Regions from separate parts of the Sus scrofa genome. Here region 1 is linked to region 2. The links are chromatin contacts, called in public Hi-C maps. All regions are on one chromosome and are shown on one strand. Each heading gives the region's core, a stretch centred on a gene start, on an enhancer-like site or on the middle of the called end of the contact. The rest is flanking DNA. Distances are from core to core; before and after follow the strand shown.

Region 1 (4,901 bases), core at 2,315-4,814, 140 kb after region 2:
CGTGCGGGGGCGGTGGGGGCGCCGGCGGGAAGAGCGCGGCGGCTGCCGCTGGGTCCCCCGCGCCCCCAGTGCTCCCCGCGCTGCGCAGCAGCAGCGACTCCGCGGCGGCAGCGTTGGGCGGGAGCAGCGGTTGCCGCTTGAAGCGCTTCCTCCGGCGCAGGAAGCTGCCGTTGTCGAACATGTCGGCGGACTCGGGGTCGAGCGTCCAGTAGTTGCCTTTGCCAGGGTTGCCGGGCTCGCGGGGGATCTTGACGAAGCAGTCATTGAGCGAGAGGTTGTGGCGGATGCTGTTCTGCCAGGCAGGGAACTTCTCCCGGTAGTAGGGGAAACGGCCGCTGATGAACTCGCAGATCTCGCTCAGCGTCAGCCGTTTCTTGGGGCTCTGCAGGATGGCCATGGTGATGAGCGCGATGTACGAGTACGGCGGCTTCACCAGGGGGTTCTTGGCGCCGCCGCCAGCGCTCACCCCGCCGCTGCCGCCCGCGCCCGCGCTGCCGCCGCCACCAGCCCCGGCCCCTGCCACAGGGGCCGGGCCCAGGGGCGCCGGGGAGCCACCTGTTCGCGGGGCCAGCAGGATGTCATCGTCGTCGTCCTCCTCCTCCAGGTCCTCTAGCTCGTCTTCCCCGGCGTACGAGCGGCGCCGCCGCCGCCGCCGCTGCGCGGGGACAGCCAGCCGAGGCCCGCCACCGCTGCCCTCGTCGTCGTCCTCCTCTTCCTCATCGTCTTCGTCCTCGCCCTCCCCCACCACGTCGATGTCTGTCTCCTCGGCGAGGCCTGAGGCATCGGACATCTCCGTGCTCAGGGTCATAGCTGTGGTTTGGCGGCGGCGAGGCGGCCCATAGGGGCGCCGGGCTCCCGGCTCCCGCCGCGTCCCAGCCCAGGTCCCGGGCGGCGGGCCTGGCCCGGGGGCGCCACGCTGGGGCGGGGGAGGTGGGGGCGCCGCCGCTGCTCAAGCTGCGCCGGGGTAGCCCGGCGGCGGCCGAGGCTGGCGCTGCGACTTTGTAACTCCTGCGCCGCCGCGGTAGACCCACGATCTCCGCGCTCCTTTGGCTCCCAGCGCACCCGGCCGGGGCGGGGGACTTGACCTTCCTCTCTCCCGGCGCCCCTCGCCGGGTCAGTGGAGGAGGGGGTGGCGGGGCCCCGGGCGAGCAAGTCAAGAGCGTCGGGAGCCCGGGAGCTTGCGGGACGGATGAGAGTCTAGGGACAGAGCTCGGCGAGGAGAGGGCTGAGTCCAGGAGAGGGCGGACCTTTCCTCGGCTTATAGCAGAAGGAGGCCTGTCACATGGTGTGCACGTCAGAGCGCTACCGAGGCCAGGGAAAGAAAGCCTAGAAAATCAGCCCAGCTCGGGAGAGAAAGTTCACCCGTAGGAGAGCAGCGACTGAGAAGAGGAGGGAGGAGACAGGACCCCACCATTCCTCGCCAAAGGGGCCGAGACCGGCTCGCAGTCCGCGGTGGTCTGACCGAGGGCCGCTACACGGATTAGTGTTCCCGTCTCCTCCTCTTCAGTTAGCCCTCAAGCCTAACTTCAGCAGAAGCACTCCTGCGACACGACGGTTTGACCACTCAGTGGCCCGTCCGAGCCGTCCAGAGGGGAGATAACCCCCCACCACCACCACCGTCTGAGGTGGTCCCTGGGCAACAGCCTTGAGGTCTGTTGGATTGTTCCATATCCCCCAGATTGGGCGAGCGGCTCCCCACCGAATGTGACCAGAAAGCCCCCCCCCCGTTTCAGCACAAAAATAATTGTTTATTGACCTTTTAACCTATCCCCTTCGGTTCTTCTCCAAAAGACGTTTGTTTTCCACCATCTGTTAAGAAAAAATGCTCTTTAGCTGGTGTTTTAGTCACTTATCTGCAATTGAATGCCCTAGAAACTTGACAGCTAGACTAAGCCACTCTAATGAGAGGATCTGACAAATTTCATGGGAATGAAGAAAGTAATTATTGGATGCAGAGAAGAAATAGAAATTTTTAGTGAAAACCCAAATGTGCACCAAAAAATATATCTAGAAACCACGCACAAAAGTTCTTTCATAATAGGGTAAGAAATCCCATAGTTATCAGAAGATGATTCTAAACAACCATCCACAGTAATCTCAAAATACTTAAATTACTAAACATATACACTTATCTCTACTTAGCCAGGCTTACTAATAGAAACAACAATGATAAATAAAAACTTTCACACCAGCTTTTAAAAAATGTTTTTTAATCCATACTTTAGATATTTCCAAAAGGTACTGGTGAGAAGAAACGAAATAATTTTTAAAAATAAGATTCAAGTTCTGTTCAACTCAGTTTTCCTTTTCAGGTGACAAGGTAGTGGAAATAAATTCAAATACAATAGTATTTTAAGGACAACAATCTATCACCAACTCATTTTTATTTTGGCTAGTGGAAAAATAGCTTGTGGAATTCATACTCACATAGCCATAACTTTTGGGTTTTTTTCCTAAAACACTTTTATTTCAAAGTGGGGACCTTGCCTCAAAATTTTACCTTTCTTATTAAAATGACCCCTTGACAAAAACTGAGAATCAAAAATCAATGACTTTATGCAGAAACAATCATCGGCTGCCCCCTGTGTATATGATTTTATGGACCAAGCACTTTTCAGGTTGTGAACGTTTCATCACTCTCCTTATCAATTACAGAGCCTCAAAAATAAACTGATTCCCCATCCAAGAGCTTCTTTTTAAATCAAGTTTTTGTTGTTGAAGACAGCTATCAACCAGTTACAGTTACAAATGACCCATACCGTCCATCATAGATCTTTGAAAGATCATGAGAATGCCTCAAAGTCCTAAATAAATTATTTTTTCATTAACTCTCCTTTGATATATGGCTGAACAATTTAATTATTGTAATGGGCTCAGCATTAACCTGGCCAACATTAATCAGCACTATTAATCAGGCATTACATTGCTTTGTTGATGTAGCCAGGAGTCCTTACCAAGGAGTTCACTTTAACATTTGAAAGTTTAAGTTTTTTAAGTACTCAGTCGATATCTAAATAAACACCACGATTTTCACTGCACTGAGCGTTGGTGTGCGGCGAAGTATTTAAAGTTGAAACGGGGAGGAAGGGAGAGCAAGAATTTGTTCGCAGACCATTAGTTACTTTGGATGATCAGTTACAGCCGTCATTCTGTTCTGTTCCACTGCCATGAACTTGTCTGACCAAGAAGGGCGCGGAGATTGCCTTTGCGTTCCATTTGTAACTTTGCCCAAAGGCCTTCCCCAAAGGGTTAAGAGCCTTCCCTGGAAACCTTTGAAAAACGTGGCAAATTATCTTCTGGCCACTCAGGGAAACGCGTTAGGATTTACTGAAGGTCAGAACGGAAGATCAACACAGGAGAAGCGCAGCAGGGACAGAGAGCGTGAAGAGAGATTTGAGCGAGCTTTACCGTAAAGCCTCACATTCGGCATGCCACTTGCTTTGTTTGCTTTAGTTAAGTTACACGTAGGCCACTTTCAGCTCAGCGCTCGCGAAATTCTTGGAGCGCGGAAACGCAAGAATTTCATTTCCCGCGCGTTCTCTTTTCGCCTCCCTTGTCCCCTACCCGTGGGCTTCCCGCCCTAATGGCCTCCCAGCTCTCGGCCTCCCCTGAGAAGTCCACACACACACATACACACACACACACACACACACACACACACACACACACACACACACACACACACGCCACCGCCACTGCCACCGCCACCACCACCTCCCCGCAAGCTGGGACAAGATCGAGAATTTTCCGTGACCCGGCCGGGGGGACTACACGGCGACCCGCCTCCGGCGCGCGGCGCTCGCGCGGACGCGGAAAGCTGCGGAGCTCCGGCAGGCAGGGTGGTGCCCGCGCGGGGGAGGCCGCCTCCTGGTGGCGGCGCGGCGCGGAGCTGGCGCAGGGCTGGCCCCGAGCCGAAGCTTGGGAAGCAGCGGGCGTTTTGCGAGTGTGGCCGGTGAGCTCGCGTTCTTCCCACTCCCTGGGCTTCCCGTGGCAAGGCTCCTTCTTTCTCGAGGCCCTACGTCGCCTTCTCTGGGGCCACTGGACGCGCACGGAGGCGTTTCCCTGTGCTGCAGGTTTCGGAGTCTTTCCCGCGGCGGTTTGGGCCCTCCGAGAGCCCTCCCTGGGTTATCCGAATCCTGGAGCAGATGAGACCGCGAGGACCCTCAGGAGGCACAGCCTCAGCCCTTTGCCCTCGGACCCAGCACCGCGAGCTCCGCATGGTCCAGGGGCTTCCTTCGGGGGGCAGAGACCTGGGGGCATAAACTCTCAGGGCGGGAACCTGGACTACTCCCTCTGGCCCCTAGTGCCTCCCAGGCATTTACTCGTGAACGAAAAGGTGAATGCGTTTCCAAACTTGGCGGACACTTGTGGCTGCGTCCTTCCTCCAAGAGTCATTCTAATCGCCTGTACTGAGATACTACTTTGTGCCTGGCACTCTGGCTTCTGGAGAGAGTAAGAATGAAACGCGAGTTCCTGATGTGACTCACGTCTCAAGGGGAAGCCAGGTAAATAGATAATTATTATGCCCAGTGTGAAATGCTTTGTGAGTCCCCAGCCAAAAAATGCGCGTTGCCTCGGGGTCTCTGCCTGTCTTGGGCTCCATTCTTTCATCCTGCGCTGATCTTCTCTATGTAGTAGATACCTTCCCTTCTTTCCTAAACTCTAGCGTCTGAAGGCCAAAAAGAGCTCTTTCGTTGTTTTTTGTTTTTCAGTGTGTGCATGTTAAAATATAAGTAACATAAAACTTGCCATTTTAAGTGTACAGTTCAGGGGCAGTAAGTAAGTACATCACCAAAATTATTCCATCATCCCAAACTGAAACTCAGTATAGGACACTTCCTCCTGGCAGAATCTTGGCAACCATTATTCTGCTTTGTCTCTATGAACTATTCTAGCTACCT
Region 2 (5,263 bases), core at 396-2,895:
CAAGGATCTAAAAACAGGAGAAGATGGAGAGAAGGCACACCAAACAAAGATGGCTTGTGCTCACAGCATCAGCGGGTGTCTGCAAAGACTGTTCATGTCACCTAGCCTCTTGCTTTTTTATTGTTTAATAATTAGAGGCTGCAGGGTGGGGTGGGGGGATGTGAGCAATCATATTTTGGGCATCTGCCCTTCTCTCTATCCTCCTGGGCCTAGATTCTGCGTTTCTCTAGGACCCTTTTTCACTTAAACCAGCTTTGAGCTCAGGTAGAAAGGGCCACCCATGGATTTATCACTCACCTTGAATAAGTGCTTGTAGTCTGTTTGCATCACCTCAGGGCTCAGCTCAGAGTGGCTGACAGGCCCTGGCTTTTCGGATAAGGAAACTGAGGCCCAGAGAGGTGCCAAGGCTACAGAACTAGCTAGAGCCAAAACCCAGGCTTGAATGTGAGCCCAGGCGCTGCTTGCTAACACGCACAGAATCACACCTAGATGAAGAAGTCTTCTGGGAACGCAGCCCATTCCACACACACACACACACACACACACACACACACACACTTTTAGACCCTTCGTAAATTCTGGGAATAGCTTCCGTTTTGTCCTCCTCAAGTTGAAGTTGAGGTAGAAGGACCCAGGCTGTGAAGCTACAAAGTCTTCTAAGCATGCCTTCATGCTCCTCTTGGGCCCTTGTCACTATGGTGGGAGCATCTTCCCTCCCCAACAATCAGGACCCTCAGGCCCTCCAAGCTACTCCCCCTCCACCTTCCTCCAGTTTAAGGGGTTGGGACTTCCGGTGTGAGCAGGTTTCAGTCACAGAAAGGAGAGATTTCTCAGCTAGGGGAGACCTCGGAGAGCTCTAGAGGGCAGTCCTGAGAATGGGATGACAAGAGGAGGGAAGGCAGGTGACACCATCCCTTTCTTTGGATCCAGGAGGCACAAGCTCAGAGGATCTCAGAACACTCGATGGAGAAAGGATGGTGGAGGCAGAGCCCAACCCCTTTGCTCTAATAGATGTTCAAGTCGGAGCTGGCAGATGACTGCTGGAGTCACAGACTAAAATCCATGGCTCCCGACTGCCACCCCATCTCTTTCCACTTCGTATTCTGCCGATGCTCTATCCACTCTTTTACTATGAAACTTTTATCTTGGGGCTTTTCATCCTTTCAATGCATCTTTACTAAGTAGATGGGCCCCAAACCTCCCTGCCTCGGATGGGAAGCTGCCGCCTCCACCCTGTCTCCTGGAGACCCCTCCCAGCGGCTGCAGGGGCCCCAGCAACCACTGAAACTTTCTAAGACCTGGACTCCCCCCTGGAGCAAGCTGTCCATCCTCCACTCTTCCACTGAGCTGGGACAGCTCCCCTTTCTCACCTCTCCTCCTCAACCCACCCCTGGCTCTCCTCTCATGGACCCAACCTTCCCAGATGCAGCATCCCTGTTTTGTGGCCGAAATGCATTTGGCTCCATCAGTGTTTAATGATTTTCCGTGTCCTAACTTCCCGGTACCCGACCCCCCTGTGCCTCCTGCGTGATTTCTCCTCCAGCTGCAGTTTCGGGCAAAGGCTGCCCACCTCTGGAATGCGCTCTCTCCGGGACACGAAATGTCAGCGCGCGGAGCAGCCAAGAGGGGTGGGGCGGGGCGGGAGCGCGCGCCTGGAGCGGCCTCCGCGGGGACAATGGGACTTTTATTTCTGGCCTGGCTCAGCTGGCAGTCTCTCTCCCGCTCTCTTTCTCGGTTGGGCTTTGGTTTAAAGTTACCCTTGCAGGATTAGGTTGGTGTTTTCTTTCTCATGCCACCGGGGAAGTTTCTGTTTCCGAAGTGGACCGTACACAGACAGGTCAGTTAGTCACCCGCCTTCGCGGGGCCACAAGCGTCGGTGTTCAAAGGCTTCTGTAAATCGGCCTGGCAAACCCGGGCCAGCCCAACTTGCTTCTTGCCCATAGATGGAAAGGCGCGTTGCAATACAGCTATTATTTACACCGTTGGTTTCTATTGGGTATATAAATTATTACAACCACGCACCCCTCTCCTCACCCCCAGCCCCAAATTTTCACAGAAACTCCTGGAAGAACTGCTGCGGGGGCCTGGGCGGGGGGGGCTGTCTGTTGAAGCAGTCTTGGCTCTTTCTTCACTCTTATGTCTTGGGTCATCACCACCACCACCAAGACTGGCCATCAAGGGCACCCAGATCTCCTTTTCTCTCAAACTCAGTGACAAAACAAATGAAACAATGCAAAAAGTTTCTTAGTCCCCTTAACCCAGATGAGATAAGCCAACATTTTTTTTAAAGAAATACAAAAACAGGGAGTTCCCGTCGTGGCTTAGTGGTTAACGAATCCGAACCATGAGGTTGTGGGTTCAATCCCTGGCCTTGCTCAGTGGGTTAAGGATCCGGCGTGAGCTGTGGTGTAGGTTGAAGACACGGCTCGGATCCCACATTGCTGTGGCTCTGGCGTAGGCCAGCAGCAACAGCTCCAATTAGACCCCTAGCCTGGGAACCTCTATATGCTGTGGGAGCGGCCTTAGAAAAGGCAAAAAGACAAAAAGACAAAAAAAAAAAAAAATTACCAAAACAAACAAACAAAAAACTCACTGGGGATGGGAGGCAGGAACACAAGATCTCTGTAAAATCAGAAGCACTTTAGGAAGCCCCAAGGCCTCTTAGCCTAAGATATTTGCACCCTTGTCCCTGTGGGGAAGCTGTAACCTTCCCCAGCCCTCCCCACAGCTATGTAGCTGGTCCGCTATTATTTTCTGCTGTGGAAGCTGTGTGCCATGAACACATCCCAACCCAGATTATGGGCCCTCAGCCTCCACACAGGGGGTCTTATAGAGACTTGCCCCCTTGCAAGCCCACAGCCTGATGTTAATTTAACCACACAATAACCACACACATAGCTATACCCCTACCAGAAGAGTAAGCACGTAAAGAGCAAGGATGGTCTCTCTCAGCGTACCATTATCTTATCTGGGACTTTGTCTTTTTTTTCCCTTCTCCTTAGTACAAAGGTAATACCTACTTATAAGCAGGGCACGATATGAAAACAAAAACAAGATACATTCCTCTCATCCCTCTTCACAAATCCTACTCCCTGGGAGTAACCAAAACTAACAGCTTGGTGTGTTTCCTCTCAGATCACAGACACTTTCAATGATCCAAATAAATACTCACTCCAGGGCCAAGTTTTTGTTGTTGATGCTGTTTTCAGCCCTTGCTTTAAAACCAACTTTGCTGACGTAAATTTACGCACAACAGGAGTTCCACAGCAGGAATGAATCAGACTAGGAACCATGAGGTTGCAGGTTCGATCCCTGGCCTTGCTCAGTGGGTTAAGGATCTGGCATTGCTGTGAGCTGTGGTGTAGGTTGCAGGTGCGGCTCAGATCCAGCGTTGCTGTAGTGTGGTGTAGGCTGGCAGATGTAGCTCCAATTAGACCCCTACCTGGGACCCTCCATGTGTTGAGGGGTCAGCCCTAAAAAGCAAAAAAAAAAAAAAAAAAAAAAATTACTTACATGCTCCCATCTTAAGGGTACCTTTTGATGAGTTTCGATGAATGTTTACACCCTCATAACCATCACCGCAGTCATGAGACAGAACATTTCCATCACCCCACAAGTGCCTTTGTGCTCCTTTGTTGGCCATTTCCCACCTCAGCCCCAGGCCACCACTGATCTGCCCTCTGTCATTAACAGATTAGTTTTGCTTTTTCTAGAATTTCATATAAGTTGAATCATGAAACATGTACTTTTTTGGATCTGTTTTTTGTGTCTTCTCAGTACGGTGTTTTGGAGATCTGTGTTGCTGCGTTCCGTGATTTGTTCTTTTCTGTTGCTGGGTAGGATTCCATCATGCGGAGGTACCACCTGTTGACTGGTCCACTCATCTAGTGCTGGACATTTGAGTTGTTTCCAGTTTAGGGCTGTTATAAATAGCCCCCAAAGCTGCTAAGTTGTTTTTATTCCCGAAGAGTGAGGGTGAGGGAGAGAGAGAGCAAATCCAAACTGAGCTCAGGCCTATATACTTCAGAACTTAGTAACTGACACATTTCCAAGGCAAATATTTCTGTGAGCGAAGTCCAGGTAAGCCGTTTCCATCATGATCGAAGTGATGATTATTGTTCCAGCGAAAGGCTTGCATAACACTTCCCATTTACAGGCTCCGTTTGAGAAGTGCTCTCTGGCAGTGACTTGACACTGTTTGCTAATTCTACAAATGCCAGCCTCTTAATAAGTTCCTCCTCAATTTCTGAAAAATTTAGGGACATTTATATATCAAGCCTAAAGTGTCACTGTTTCACGGTATTTCAGCACAACTGAATCCTTTTTCTAAGAGAACTGGCTTTCACAACATTTTTGCTATGATCTGAAGTCATACTATGGTCAGCAGCACCTTGCTTTTGCCCGTCACAGGCAACTCAAGCTTTTCATCATTAGGTTTTGTAAAGATACCCACAAACATATCTCCGCTCTTGACTTTGTGTGAGTGTGACTCTTTAAGTAACTTAGAAGTAAGTGCCCAAAGGATTCCCTTATTGAAAGGAGCACAGGCTTGATGGCAGCTCTCCTGGGCCCCCTGCTGCATGCCTCCTACAGCTGGAGGGGGCGCTCTTCCCCTCACACCCCATTACTTAAAAAAAAAAAAAAAAAAAAAAAGCTGATACAAAAAAATCCCATCAACAAAGTCTGTTCTCTTCCTTCCTTCCTTCCTCTCTTTCTTTCTTTTTTTGCAAAGTCTTTTCTAACGATTGCCTCAATCATAGTAAGGAAAATTTACTTCTTAGTTCTCTCTCTCTTTTTTCTTTTTTGGCCACATCCTTGGCATATGGGAGTTCCCAGGCCAGGGATGGAACCCGAGCCACAGCTGTGACCCAAGCCACTGCAGGAGGATCCTTAACCTACTGCACCACAGCGGGAACTCCTCTTATTATTCTCAACACTGGCTAGAAATAAGAGGACCTGTTCACTCCATAAGGAGACCACACTGATGATTATAATGTATCAAAACACTATTTCTCCCCTCCCTCCTTGTTATAAGTGAATAGAGAGAAAAAGAAAGCAAAAAGCTGTGCAAAGACCAGGATGCAGCAAATTTTCAAGACAGTGACAAGGAACACAGAGCCTAAGGAACGGGTTGCCTTGGTGGTTTTTTGTTTTGTTTTGTTTTTTCTTTGCTTTTTTATTTTTTGGGCCACATATGGACATTCCCAGGCTAGGGGTCAAATTGAAGCTGTAGCTGCTGGCCTACACCACAGCCACAGCAACG

Evidence for each region. A called contact is a pair of places that touch in the nucleus more often than the background predicts.
Region 1: a Hi-C map of liver shows a contact between it and region 2, with 5 times the contacts expected there. The contact joins the promoter of FOXD1 here to the enhancer-like site in region 2. A contact is called at or near these places in 6 of 47 Hi-C or Micro-C datasets (embryonic fibroblasts, fetal heart ventricle, liver and 2 more).

Annotation. Positions count from the first base shown.
Region 1 is chr2:82,608,441-82,613,341 of Sscrofa11.1, forward strand. It overlaps FOXD1 (forkhead box protein D1), which reads right to left and starts at 3,565. Exons shown (of 1, transcript XM_021084439.1): 1 at 1-3,565. The coding sequence starts at 808.
Region 2 is chr2:82,469,371-82,474,633 of Sscrofa11.1, forward strand. No RefSeq gene overlaps it. Among named protein-coding and RNA genes, the nearest start is that of TMEM174, 140 kb to the left of the region's middle. Within about 2 kb of position 1,646, at least 12 of the 83 cell types and tissues checked have an H3K27ac peak or open chromatin away from gene starts, as enhancers often do. A contact at or near this core is called in liver and undifferentiated spermatogonia, where this site is marked.